Regions from separate parts of the Rattus norvegicus genome. Here region 1 is linked to region 2. A link is a contact called in public Hi-C data. All regions are on one chromosome and are shown on one strand. Each heading gives the region's core, a stretch centred on a gene start, on an enhancer-like site or on the middle of the called end of the contact. The rest is flanking DNA. Distances are from core to core; before and after follow the strand shown. Region 1 holds the start of Sorl1 (sortilin related receptor 1). Region 2 overlaps Sorl1 (sortilin related receptor 1).

Evidence for each region. A called contact is a pair of places that touch in the nucleus more often than the background predicts.
Region 1: a contact with region 2 is called in a Hi-C map of frontal cortex, with 1.9 times the contacts expected there. The contact joins the promoter of Sorl1 here to the enhancer-like site in region 2. A contact is called at or near these places in 1 of 12 Hi-C or Micro-C datasets (frontal cortex) and 1 of 1 datasets of contacts at active chromatin or transcription factors (oligodendrocytes).

Annotation. Positions count from the first base shown.
Region 1 is chr8:51,398,968-51,403,158 of GRCr8, forward strand. Sorl1 (sortilin related receptor 1) reads right to left here and starts at 2,280. Exons shown (of 48, transcript NM_053519.1): 1 at 1,996-2,280. The coding sequence starts at 2,280.
Region 2 is chr8:51,356,267-51,360,703 of GRCr8, forward strand. It overlaps Sorl1 (sortilin related receptor 1), which reads right to left. Exons shown (of 48, transcript NM_053519.1): 6 at 301-481. Among named protein-coding and RNA genes, the nearest start is that of Sorl1, 43 kb to the right of the region's middle. Within about 2 kb of position 2,520, at least 10 of the 93 cell types and tissues checked have an H3K27ac peak or open chromatin away from gene starts, as enhancers often do.

The DNA.
Region 1 (4,191 bases), core at 1,030-3,529, 42 kb after region 2:
CAGTCTGGCTGGCCTGGAGACATGAAAGCGAAGCACAGGGAGGGGGTGGTGGTGGTGTTTGGAGTGGCTCCCAACAAGAACAGAGTTCATCTCTAGTTTGCTCTAAATCCCTGGGAGAGTTTCACACAGCAAAGCTGAAGGAAGGAGGAAGTAAACAGCACCTGCATGAATGCTGGAGAGACTAGAAGGTGCCTCTTTCCACCAAAACCTAGGCTGTAGGGGACCTGAGCATCCAGGGCCACGGTTTCCTCACTCCTTCCAAACAGAGCCCACCAGCTTAGGAGCACAGCAGAGCCAGGCAGACTGGGGAGACCCATCCTGGGCAGTTCCAAGCTGCCATGCCTGCCAAGAGCAATCTTGCTGACGCCCAAATCACAAGAAGGAAGTTTCAGATGGGGTTGAAAAGGGGGGCAGAAGGATCTGGGCCCAAGAGCAGGGCAGGTGGGCTTCAGTAGTCTGAGCCCTGAACACACTCGCGCACACGCACACACGCACACGCATGCACATGCATGCACACACATGCACCAAAGCATAAGTACACACACACAGTTACAGGTCACCTAGTATACATTCCTGCCCAGGACCAGGTGGTCTGGTAGTGGACAGATGTCAGCTACTCCCACACACACACCACCATCCCGCTGTCTTCAGAACCATGTACATTTTATTTGGGAAAGGGGATGTTTAGGAAGCGCTGAGCAGAGACAAGGTGACCCCCAGCACCCAAAGGTCAGTGAGACCAGGCAGGTGAGAACTACAGCACTTAACAGCCCTTCCCTATGTGACCTTGGACTAGTCACCGCACCTCCCACGGCTTGAATTTCTTCACTCAAAACACAACACAATAGGGCAGCATGTTTTATGAGATGCTTTCTGGCTCCGGGAGTTGATCGTTTAACTCTGTGTATGGCCTGAAGGAAGACTTTTGCTATAGCCAAAATCAGTGAGGAAAGGCAGAACCCAGGCTAATCACTCAATCTGTACTTTGGAAAGCAACAGTCTCGCTGGGATGTGATTGTGCTGGTCACCTCCATTGGGCCCACCTTTTCTCTCCCACCGACCTTCTAGCTTTGCTGATGTCAATCTTAACTGAAGGACAGGGAGCTTCTGAGTAGACAATAACACCGGCAAATTAATCCCCTCAGCGTTGATACTAAGGGACATCCTTGCCATCCCTAGCAGTCAGTGGGGGCCATGAGCGAAATGTGTGTTACTTATGACCTAATAAACCCATTGCCTGGATAGAAATAAATCCTTTAACGAACATTAAGTCCAGCAAATTTCTTGCAGTACTCTCAAATCCCGAGTGTCATAAGAGATAGTTTCTATCTAAAATAAAGCCATCACCTTGAAGGGGTGGCAAGGAAAGGGGGTGGGGTGGTATGCCACACTCCCAACGAAAATAATCCAGCCTTACATACAGATATTCACGAGCTCACAGGCACATGTACATCTGCTGGGTACACAAGGGACAATCGTGACGCTTTGAGAGTTGCCCACCTCTCAAAGGGTCCATGAGGATAAACGTGGGAATCCCCCCTCTGCAATTCTGCTTAAGTGCTTTACAACTGCAGGGTTCTCACCCCCAGATGCCAAAGGATGGTACTGGGTTGGGATGGGGGTGAAGGGGTATGCCCGTTTTTTATCCAGATGTAAAAATTATGCTGCACCCCTCTAAAACCTGCCGGAAACTACACTGGTCTGTCTGCATACAGGCTAGGGAAGAGAGGCGCTGCACCCTTCGAGTTACCTGGAATATATTTGCTAAAATCGGCAAGAAGAAGGAAAAGATCTATGCGACCAGAGTGCTGACGGCTGTACTCATGTGATGTACGGAGTGGAAAGGAGAAGAAAAAGAAATGAAACAAACATGCCAGCCAGGAAGTCCCTGAGCGGTGCCAGCACCTGGGAAGCGACTGCAAAGGATGGGTGCGGGGGTGAGGAAGTGCTGGGAGAGAAAGGGGCTGGAAGGAGGTGGCTTGCAGAAGTGCTCACCTGTCCATACACCTGGATAGGCTGGGGCTGCAAAGCAGCGCTCCGCCGCGTCCTGAGTGGCTTCCTGGCCGCTGGGCTCGCCCCCCAGGCATCCCCGTGCGTTCCCAGCCGCAGCTCGTGCGGGTCGCCCTGCACCACGAAGAAGCCGCGGTCCTGGGGCAAGGGCGCTCCGCCACCATGCAATCTCTGCGTCCAGCCCCCGCCGAGAGCCCCGGGGGGCAGCAGAGCGACCAGGGTGAATAGGAAAGGGAGTCTCGACTCCCTCCTGCTGCTCCGTGTCGCCATGTTCGGGCGAACGCTCCCGCAGGTGGCGCCGCCGCCAGGAGAGAATGTGCAGCGCGCGCCGGGACAGCGCGGGGCCGGGGCCGGGGCCGCGCGCGCCGCTCCCGGGGCTCCAAGCCGTCCGGGCAGCTCCACTGCGCCCGCCACGGCAGCCACGGCCACCGCCGCCGCCGGGTCCCGCTCTGCGCCGCACCGTCACGTGTGTGCTCGCAACGCGGCCCCTTCGCGCACTTTCTCTGCTCGCCTCGACTGCGGCCCCGCCCCCTGGGATGGGGAAGTCAAGGCAGGGAGCGCCCGCCTGAGGGCACCGTGGTCCCCGCGCGCACACCTTGCCCTCCGTGCCGCAGTGAAGAGTTGCGTGGGCGCCGTGCTCTATTTCTTTGGGTTGAGTTAGCTACTCCCCGGGCTCCTGGGGTACCCTGGTCAACCTAAATCTCCGTCAACCTCTGCACCCTGTGCACCCGTTTGACCACCTTCCTGGGCCTTGGCCTCATGTCCACTGCCAGTGGAAAGCAAACCACAGAAAGTAGCCCTTAGCACACCAACAACAAAAGTCAAGATGAACCTTCCGGGTTTGTGAAACTTCCATGGTTTCAACTATGGCACAGAAATGTACTTGAAGTGGCCACGGCTCAAACTACCCTTGATCAAGTTGAACTACCCCTGTGTCCAGCAGAGTACATCAGACAAACACCCTGCCCAGAAGCAGTAAAACCTAGGCTACACTTGCCACACCTGGGTGACCACTCTAGGCATGACCCAGGGCCCTACCTCCTGCTTAAGGTCCCTTAAGGTGTCCCAACATTGAGCTCTTCTCAGGGCTAAGAAGAGAGTGTGTCCCTTCAGCTACACACTGTTAATTGTAAATGTTGTAAAGACCACACCTGTACAGATGCGGGGGGTGGGGGGAGCGTTGCCCTTTTAATGCACCTTAAAATCAGCTCCAAGAGCCAGGCTATAACTGCTTTTACACATTTTTTCCCCAGCTGCTGGGAGCAGTTAACTATTACCCTGTATTTCATCCTATGTCTCTCCAGACTCAGGTCCTGGTTATTGAGATGACGGAAGGCAGAGCTGTGCTGCTGAATCCATTGGTTTAAAGAAGGGAAGGGGTGGTCTTTCTCAGACCCCCATCTCATGCCCCCAACTTTCTGCCTCTTCAACAAGCCAGTAGCTTAGTTCTGTCACTCATCTTCATTCTAGTTAGCTTAATCTAGTTCCCCACTTCAATCTCCACGGCCTTGGGCAGCAGCCAGAAGCTGTCTTGATCTGACCTGGGTTTGTCCCTGGGGTTGAAATGTATTACCATTGTGGTAGTGTTAAGAGAAGGGTGCCTTTAAGAGTCGATTATATTATTGAGAGGAACTCAGGCCTTTGTCAATGGAGTCCGTTTGTTCAGTCAGTGCAGCATTTGAGCTTTAGCTCAGCCTTAAACAGTTCTCGCAAAGCAAAGCCACCCTCTTGTTTTATCACTGAAACAGCTAGCCCTCCTGCTACACGGGGGCTGATGCAGCATAAGACTCTTGCCGGAAGCTGAGAAGGTGCCAACACCATGTTCACAGACTTCCCTCCTAGTCTCTATACCCATGAGCTCAAACTGAGCCTACACCTGTGAAAGAAGGCCACCATCTCTTCACCCTCCTCAGTCCAGCATTCTCCTGCCCTAACTCCATCCCATAGGTCTTTCCCAGACCTCTCCCTGCCCAGCTCATGAGGTTCTGCAGTCTCCCACCCTCCCACAACCCTTTGCCTCCCCCAGTCAGATGTCTTTCTGCCCTCCAACTCGCTGTCATTGTTGAGCCACGGAGAACAAAGCCACTGAACCATTGCCAGTGCCCGCTGCCCTTCAAGACCAGCCCTACCTATTTAGTACCACCTTACGGGATGGGAACCCACTCAGGGGTCCTCAGCACT
Region 2 (4,437 bases), core at 1,270-3,769:
ACACACACATTCAACCTCGTACACCAAAAATGAAATCTGTCTTTGTCGGAGATGCTTGGCTACAGGAAGACAAGCAGATTTCTAGGTTCTCTGATATTTGATTGCTGGCTCTAGATTTCTCCACTCGGACCTTCCACCCTCCTGCCCTCCAGGCATGCTCACTGACAGCACGGATCCTCCAGCCAAGCTACCTTGTGTGCACCACCCAGCTGATGTCATGCAAATTCGCCCAGGTGGATGCCAGACCCAGCAGAGTACTGCTGGAGCAGCGTACTGCTCCAACTTACCACCTCCACTTACCACCACCTTTGTAGCAAACAGGTACTTGTCCCGAAGCTGAAAGTCTCTCACTTCCTCCAGGATCACTTCCTGGTTTTCCCGGGACTGGAAGAAGTCTGTGCTGCGGAACACTGTGGAGAACCCAAAGGGTTCATGCCGCTCGATGTAGATAGTGTTCGGCTGGTCATAGGGGTCGATCCCCCTGGAAGGAAGAAGCAACTGTTACCATTTTCCTGCTCAGTCACTAGAAGCACGGACATTTCGCTGTGTGGACAGCCATGCAGGATCGAAACGGTGCCAGTTACAAATAGCACTCTGCCTCAAGCATGTGCCTTGGGGTTGCTCCTTAGGTGAGAGGCAGAAGTTGGGCATCTGCCACTTAGCGTTTTGCTCTGCTGTGGCTGTTTCCAAATCATCCTGGGAATTAGGGCACAGTAATCCCCAGCCCTACTGCAAAAGAATGAATAAAGCAAAAGGCGGAGAGGTTCTGAATAAATAAGCACTGGGTTCCTGGAAGCAAGAGGCAAGTTCCTGGTGCCAAGCTCAGAACCTTGGGGTGATAGACATTTTTGCCAGGTGCTACAGACTCAATGGTACAGCAGCAGACAGGGCACAGTAGAACCCTCAGAGCCCGGCGACCTGTCCATCCAGTGTTTCCTTGCCTGTTCATTGCAGACACCACTAATCCATGCCATCTGGAGTCATCCTGCCAGTACATGACGTCTCCCGTGAGGCACCTGCTTAGCCGTCATGCAAGGTCCTTCAGAGAGGGTAGGCACCCTTGTCCCCCTCCCCCAACCCCATGCTTCTTCTGTGTAGAGGGCGCCCTTTGTACAAACTCCAGTCCTCCACCTAAATCCTCTCCTCTGAGATCAAGTTCAAATCATCGTCCTCCAAGAATCCTTCCCAGTGCTCCTCTTTCTCCTCCCAATGTTAGCCGCCCTTTGTACAAACTCCAGTCCTCCCACCTAAATCCTCCTCTCCTCTGAGATCAAGTTCAAATCATCGTCCTCCAAGAATCCTTCCCAGTGCTCCTCTTCCTCCTCCCAATGTTAGCCACACACTCACTCTGAAGATTCACTCTCAAAGCTTTCATAGGGGAGTTTTTAACTGAGCTTAGGGGATGACAGCACTGAGGCTGGGTGAATTCTGGTGTCAGTCCCATTGCACTATGGTGGGGCCTCTTGTCCATTGGGTCACACGTTTTTGTGCAAGCTTCTTGGGCATGTCACATGTCCTGGGGAGACTGAGATAACAGGATCCCTAGCTGAAGAGATGGTCACTTTAGATGCCTGGACCACCATTACACCTCCCAACCCCAACTGTAACCATAAGGTCAAAGGACAGTGGAGAGGCTCTAAGCTAGTGCCCTCAAGTAAAGCATCAACCAGAAACTGGGAAGACCACTCATGTGCCCAGGCTTCCTGACATTCACAAAACCTGCCAAGGCTGGTGAACCAGCAAATGGAAAATTAACTGGGAAGTCAAGGAAAGAACTCCACAGTCACCATGTGGAGATGACTTGGGCATTGAGCCGAGGGTGTCATTTCTGCAGCTGCCTGTACGCGGTTTCACAATGCCCTGTGGCAGTTAGCATAATGGAGGTGAGGATCATTTCCAATTCCTCCTGAGATGGACTGTCAAGGCTGTGTTTGTCAAAGAAAACAGATTCTTTTTAAAAGGAAGAAATAGAACTGGGGACATGGTACAGCCATTAAAGCGGCTGTTGTATAAGCATGAGAAACTGAAGCTCTGCATGAAAGGCAGTGTGTGGCGTCATAATCCCAGCACCAGAGAGGTGGGCATGGAGTCTAGCCAGTGAGTTCTAAGTTCAATGAAAGACCCTATCTCAAAAACATAAGGTAGAGGAAGATGTACAACATCAACCTCTGGCCTAAACACACACACACACACAAACATGAACACACATGTGTGAACACACTCATACACATGCAAACACACATGTCAGCACACACGTGAATACCTACGTGTGAACACATATGTTGACACACATGTCAACATATGTCAACACACGTGTCAACACACATGCGAACACACACACACAGGAAGACGACAAAGAAATAGAAAGGGGAGAGCCTCATTTCACACTAGCAGAAGACTTGATGTCGGCCCTACAATCTGGACTCTGAAGAGTGATAGGGAAGCCAGCAGCCTGGTCCGGGCGTGGGAGAAATCCATTCTTCCCGATCAGATGCTCGCGTGGGGGCGGCTGGTGACATGTTCTCTTCTCCACAATTAGAAGTACTGATTAAAGTACTTCCTCTCGCCTGGAGGATATGCAAATGAAGAGGAGACTGCTGGGTATTTTTAAAAGGCGGAGAGGAAGAAGCCCTTCTTGACATATTTTGAGATGAACTCATTTCTATTATCCCTTGCTCTAGCCAAAAGAGGAAGCCAAGGTCTAGAGACAGAAGGCCTCGTACCTCTAATCCCAATTCTCTCCTTCCATCCATATTTGGACCTCCTAATTCTGGGGTTGGCTCCACCTACAAACTCCTATATTCTGGTATCTCCTTGACTTCCAGATTCTTAGAGACTTTTCGTCCTGTTTTCCATAAAGAAACTTCACCCACTGGTTATTTCTAAGCATGGTCACCCACTGGGCCCCACTTGCCTCGCCCCCAGCCCCACAAGGAAGCTGCATAGGGCATCCTTGAATGGGCTCCCCTGCTACAGGTCTCTCCCCACCCTGTCTTACAGTCTCTTAACACTGCACATGCATTTACTAGCTTTCTCCACCCTGGTCCCTGCCTCCTTGCCTGTTGTTCCCAGGTTTCTAAACATGGTGGATCAAACCTGTGTTAATTCTCCAAAAGATTGGCTTGCACTGTTTCTGACATTGGGGGAAATTTAGGAAGAAGTCCCTCCAGCCACCTTAAATCCCAATATTAGACATCCAAAGATCTGAAATAAACTGGGCCAATCCCTTTAACACACCTGTGTGCCTGCAGAAGTTGTAGAACAAAGTTCTAAGCTAAATAACCCTGCACTTAGTTATCCTGCTGGCTTGCCCTCTCAATATGGTGTTAATTAAAATGATGAAAGATGAATCTGGGGGCTGGAGAGTTGGCTCAGTGGTTAAGAGCGCCGGCTGCTCTCACAGAGGATCAGGGTCCAGCTCTCAGCATGTGGTGGCTCACAACATCTACCCCCAGGGATCCAATGCTCTCTTCTGACTCTGGATGCACCAGGCACACTTGGGATGTATGTATGGCAGGTAAACCATTCATATATATAAAACTAAAATTGTTTCCAATCAATTTCTCCCAAAGGCAAGAGGAGGGTATGGTGCTCCTGGATGGAGGTTGCTCTTACATGAAAGTATGGTTATAATTTTCCTAAAATACCCACAGCCTCTGCCCAAGGAACATATCCATAGCATCAGGAGAGCTGCCTGCTATGAAAGCAACATCCGTGTGACTTGGAAGACGCTTAGCTCTCCTCTTTCATCACCATCCTTAGTTACTAAGGAAATAATATCAACTCGAAAGCATGCAGTTCAATCAGCCAAAATAAACACCAGCAGAATCTACATCCTCTCGTCCCACTATCACTAACGTAGGCTAAAACTATTATCTCAGAAGACGAATAATAACTGAGAGACGGAAGCACGCGTACAACCTGTCTCGCATGAATCCTAAAGGGCCTAATCTCAACTATATAAAGAGTTCCCAGAAATCAACAAGAAGATTAACAATCAGAAAAGGGGCAAGAGGCACTAGCAGACATGCCCCCAAAAGAAGGACATTTTACTTTGTTCTTATTTATTTATTTATTTATTTATTTATTTATTTATTTAGATGGGATTTCCCTGTGTAGCCATCATAGCTGTCATGAAACTTGCTAAAAAAAGAACATTCTTTTAAACTTTATTAGGAGTTTATGTTTGAATAGGAGTTCATGATCCTTGCCAAATACATAAAGAGTTCAAAGCTATCCAGTGTTACATGAGGCCTACATTATGGGAAGAGGGGACAGGTGTTCTTAAGCAGACAAAGACATTCAGGCCCATTCATAGTGAGAAAAAAATGCAAATTAAAGCTAAACGAGACACTGTGCCCTTAGCTGTAGATAAAGGCACTGTTCTAGTCTACTGAGATGAAAGTAAATTTGACGACATCCGTAGAAAATTCGGCA